2 separate regions of the Zea mays genome follow, and region 1 is linked to region 2. The links are chromatin contacts, called in public Hi-C maps. All regions are on one chromosome and are shown on one strand. The core of a region is the stretch at or near the end of the contact, and the rest is flanking DNA. Distances in the headings are between cores, read along the strand shown.

Evidence for each region. A called contact is a pair of places that touch in the nucleus more often than the background predicts.
Region 1: a Hi-C map of ear shows a contact between it and region 2, with 2.4 times the contacts expected there. The contact joins the promoter of LOC100274280 here to the promoter of LOC103647645 in region 2. A contact is called at or near these places in 6 of 25 Hi-C or Micro-C datasets (bundle sheath, ear, leaf and 2 more) and 1 of 3 datasets of contacts at active chromatin or transcription factors (leaf).

The regions. Positions count from the first base shown.
Region 1 is chr2:204,608,016-204,610,715 of Zm-B73-REFERENCE-NAM-5.0, forward strand. It overlaps LOC100274280 (Signal peptidase complex subunit 3B), which reads right to left and starts at 1,263. Exons shown (of 6, transcript NM_001148644.1): 1 at 996-1,263; 2 at 762-809; 3 at 579-641; 4 at 108-161. The coding sequence starts at 1,121.
Region 2 is chr2:204,448,223-204,450,922 of Zm-B73-REFERENCE-NAM-5.0, forward strand. It overlaps LOC103647645 (putative E3 ubiquitin-protein ligase RF298), which reads right to left and starts at 1,352. Exons shown (of 3, transcript XM_008672149.2): 1 at 1,059-1,352; 2 at 1-889. The coding sequence starts at 767.

The DNA.
Region 1 (2,700 bases), core at 13-2,512, 160 kb after region 2:
CAGGCTAATAGTAATTGATAATCATCTGAGGCACTATAATAAAGGCCCACGCCACAGGGTCACAAGTAATATATCGACTCATCAAGAATAATAATTGATAAACTTACTTGATTTAAAGCATTTTGTCGAGTCTCATACTCTGCTGCCACAAAAACAAATACCTAGAATCATGCAAGAAAAGTAAAGTTAAGCAGACAGAAGCGAAACCCTTCTAAAGTTTCACTTGAACAGCAAGCCACTAATAGATCAGGTTCTATAGAAATTAGTTGCAAAAATGTACAAAATACGCCCACTGAAATTTTCTGATGGCAGATTTCCATTATATTTCTCATAGATCATTCTTCAACAACTGAGAACACTATAACTCAGGCTAAAGCTTTCATTTGCTCAAGGACCTAGACAGCAACGAGAGAGTGCTTCCTGTGCTCGAGGATTCCTCTTCAGTTACTTTTCAGTGTTGACCTCATACATAAATCTAAAATCATACTTTCCAGTGCAGTAAAACATAGTAATGATGTGGAAACTGTAAACGGTGAACATGAGGGGAATGGGTATGGAGTGCCAGAAATACACATTACCTGTTTTGTGTTCCACGTGAAAAGAGATGAAAGGTCAGCCGAAATGTTCAGCGTCATGCTGACCTGAACGAACAAAGGATAGGAATTAATCGTTAGAAATTCGAGGCACATATCTGACACAACTAGTCTGATGCGAGTTTTGATTAATTTGCAAACAAAAAAAAGGAAGCGGATATGAGTTACCTCGTCATTGCCGTTGGCCTCCTTCTGGAACCAGTTTATATTCAAGATCTGTGTAACCCAGACGATGAGGACCCCGTTAGCATGACACATGAAGCTTGTACAAGCAGATCGAGGCGGCCACGCTCGAAGTCACGAACTAAGATAGAGACGCCGCGGAGATCGGACACAAGGCAGGCGGGCAGGCTCAACGGGATTGAGAGAGACGCGGTGGGGCAGGGGAGAGGGGCGTGATACCTTGACGGATGCGGTGGGTGTCAGGGTGTTAAAATTGTCGGAGAAGGAGGCGGCGAAGCACATCGCGGCCAGTATGGTGACCGCAAACGTTGCCACCGCGTTGGCGCGGTGCCCAAACGAGTGCATCCTGTCGCGGCTCCGCTTCCTCCCTTACCGCGCCACAGCAGCCGAGATCGCCGGACCTCCCCTGCCGCTGCTACTCCCTCCTTCCTCCTGTCGCGGCGGCGCCGGCGACTTCACTGCCGTTTCCTTCTCTGTCTTCCTTTTTTCGGGAAGTGCTTCCGGAAGAGAGAGAAGTTAGCCCGTGCAGTGCAGATCCCCCTCGATCAGCTGGGACCCGCGCGTCGGTGAGAGCGGCGAGCATGACATGGCGCGCGCTTATTGGTCGACGCACGTCACGGAGAGTGGCTCAGACAGTCAAGACTCAAGCGTTCAGGGTGTACTTGGGCCAATAAATAGGCCTATAGCGGCCCATTTGTATGAGTCGACCCATTCCTAGTTGGCAATGGAAGGCTCGGCCTAGCCCAGTGGAGAAAAAGAGTGACCGCGACACATCCGAGACGGAAAACTAGCGTTTTAGGGCATGTTTGGTTTCATGTCTAACTTGCCACAATTTACCTAACGTTTTTGACTAAAGTTAGTTTTTCAATTTAAACAACTAAACTTAGATAAAGTATGGCGTAGTTAGCTACGAACCAAATAGACCCTTAGTTTCGTACATAAGACGTCACACATTTTATGCATGAAATCAAACAGCCCCTAGTAGAGGCTTCTTAAAAAAAGAAGATTGTCCTGTTTGGGCATGTCACAATTAGCAGTCCGGCAGCACTAACCAGCATCCACCGTTGTTGCTCCCACACGCACCGCAAAACCCAGCGCACGGGCCGTCTGGCGGCGCCCACGTCTTGGGTGTCACCACACACACCGCCGAATATAGATGGTCTATTGGCACTAATACGATAAGTCAGCTCAGGCACGACAAGATCTTGTATTTAATCGCTTAACCAAATTTGTCTAATTGTTATCCTCCTAATGGTGCTTTTACTGAATTTTCTAATTGAATTCACCCTACGTCAATTGAAGTATGAGACACACTAAGGGCTAGTTTAGAAACTCTATTTTTCTAAAGAAATTCATATTTTCCTAAAAAATAAACATTTTTTCTTGAAAAATGGAAATATCTTAAATAAATGGGATTCTCAAACTAGCACTAAATGGATTTGCTATGTTGCATCTTTTCTATACTTGAAAGTGCCTGCTTTGTGGTTGTCAGGGGCGGATTTGGACCCCGGGCCACTGGGTCGTGGCCCAGGGCCCAGCCCAAAGGTTCTCTTATATATAGGTTTTTTTAGCCAAAAAATTAGTCTAAAATACATTTCATTCAAAAATGTGGCTCAAAAGATCTTCTGCTTGCAGCGATTGAGTCTGGCACTGGCGGCCTTTCTCAGACGCTTGTTTTAAATGTTACTACCGTTCTTAAATATTTATCGTCCGCTAATTCATTTTTAAACTAAAGCACGACAAATAAAAAGACGGAGTAGTACATCATTATATTTGTAGAGTGGTATGAGATGTTAATTTTATAGAGCTCTGCCACGGGTGGTTGTGAAGCTATTCAGACGAGCCTATTGTTTGACAAGGTTGGGTAGCCCTCTGCGATTTGCATGTGCTAATTCTTGTTTTGGTCAGTTTTGCTATGTAATGC
Region 2 (2,700 bases), core at 102-2,601:
GAACCTGAACCGGGTTCGTAGTTTCCCGCGACTGGTTGGGCAATAACTTGAGCAGACACAGCTGGGAGGGAGAAACTGTTATAGTCCATGGCACATGCATTTGCCACATTCATATCCGACATAAGCAAGCAATACATTACATCGCCTGGGGTGTTGAATGGCTGAGCCTCAGTTACCAACGTAACCATACTGCCAAGCACAGCCTCCTCAATCTTCCTCATGTCTTCAACAGAGGCACCCTCCCTTGGCAACATGTCCCCTTCCGTCTTGAGAACCTCAACCGCCGCCTCTCCAAACCCAGCAAGGCTCTCCCTCCAGTCGTATTGCGCAGCTGTCCGCATAATAGCAGCACGTGCGGCCGCCTCAGAGTAGCCCATTGTGGTGATCAGACTCACACTATTGTCAAAGGTGGTGTCCAGACTCTTGAGAAGGATCTCCTCCAGCTGCATCTCATTTGGGTCACCCCAATTCACATATCGCTGGCACTCCAACAAGTCCTCCGCAGTAGGGTGGAGATCCTTGCAGTTTTCGCACGAGTTCTGGAGGAGGTCAAGGCTGACACCCTCAGCGGCGGCTACCGCGGCTGCCATGGCAACCTTCTCGGGCGACATAAACTCGAATCCCACGCAGTCCGTCGTCAGTGGGTACTCCAGCCCGAATGGGCCCAACTCCGTGGATGGTGTCTCGGCACGGTACTTTCGCTTATTCCGGCTGGCGGCCTTCTCTTGCGCCGCCGATGGCGGCGGCGGGGTCGCGATAGTAGACATCAAGGACGCGGCCCTTTTTCCCCCAAACGCAGAAGCGATGCGATGCAAACGAAAATAAGGATAAGTTCTTCACGGACGGATTGAACTGACAAGGTTGCCACGCGCATTATCAAGGAAAAAACCTGGAAAATTCAGAAAAGGGTATTGTAAGAATCGTGAAGCTTGGACGAATCAACAAACAACCAACGAAAAACTCCTATGCGCTGAGTCGTAAGATCAGATGGTCACGACGCCTTAATCCGATCTGGTACAGCCCGACGAGAGAATCAGGTGACGGATCGACACACGTACCGGATTGGATCGGACGGGATCGAGGCGGTGGCGGCGGCGGCTGGTGATCAGGGGATGGGCGATAAGCGTATGGCGAGATGGGGGTGAAGGGGAGGCGGAGGAAGAAGGGCTCTGATGTCTGATGAGAGGGGGAGGAGAGATGACTAGACGAGGAGGAGGACTGCAGGAGGCGTGCCTCGCTATGTAGGCCTCGCCGAGTCACACGAGTCACTCGCCAATCGCCACCACCAGCCAGACCTGGGAGAAACTGGGCTGGGTTCGGTAAAATCTCTATCCATTTCAGGCCCCAGCCGCATTCCGATATGAGGCTCAACCCTGTAAAGATATGGGCCCCTGTACGATGAATGACTATCCCAGTGATTGCAGCCATCGTGTTGTGTTATATTTCCATACCAAAGTTAGCCCTCCAAATCCCCAATCCGAATAGGCATCTGTTAGATGATGTATAATGTTTTGCTTACTTTTTTTACTTAACTTATTGTAGGATTTCCTACAGTATTTTTATTTTAGAGCAAGAATTTACAGAGCAAGGGGAGTAAGGGGGTTAGTTTACAATGCTTGTAACCAGGTTATAATGTCTTATGTTAACTGATCTCTCATTTTATATGTGATAAGGAGCAACTCCTTTTTGAACATATCTTTGCATAATTGTGTTGTTGGAGGGATACTGAAAGGGAATTAGGCTTACACCTAGTCCCTAATTAATTTTGGTGGTTGAATTGCCCAACACAAATATTTGAACTAACTAGTTTGCTCTAGTGCATAAGTTATACAGCTGCTAAAGGTTCACACTTAGCCAATAAAAAGACAAAGTATTGGGTTCAACCAAAGAGCAAAGGGACAACCGAAGGCATCTCTGGTCTGGCGCACCGGACTGTCCGGTGTGCCACCGGACATGTCCGGTGCACCAGAGGACTCAAACTTCGAACTCGTCACCTTCGGGAATTTCCAGAGGCGACTCCGCTATAATTCACCGGACTGTCCGGTGTACACCGGACATGTCCGGTGCTCCAAGGAAGAGCGGCCTCCGGAACTCGCCAGCCTCGGGAATTTATTGAAGCTGCTCCGCTATAATTCACCGGACTGTCCGGTGTACACCGGACTGTCCGGTGTAACAGCGGGGCAACGGCTATTTCGGCGCCAACGGCTACCTGCGACGCATTAAATGCGCGCGCTGCGCGCGCAGTGGTCAAACACGCCCATGCTGGCGCACCGGACAATCTACAGCGCATGTCCGGTGCGCCACCGGACATCATGGCGGGCCCAGAGGTCAGAGCTCCAACGGTCGGAACCCAACGTCTTTGGTGACGTGGCTGTCGCACCGGACATGTCCGGTGCGCCATCGAACAGACAGCCTCACCAAAACGGCTAGTTTGGTGGTTGGGGCTATAAATACCCTCAACCACCCACCATTCATCGCATCCAAGTTTTCCACTTCCCAACTACTTACAAGAGCTCTAGCATTCAATTCTAGACACACTCAAGAGATCAAATCCTCTCCAAATTCCACATAACGTCCTAGTGATTAGAGAGAGAGATTTGCTTGTGTTCTTTCGAGCTCTTGCGCTTGGATTGCTTTCTTCTTTCTTGATTCTTTCATTGCGATCAAACTCACTTGTAATTGAGGCAAGAGACACCAATC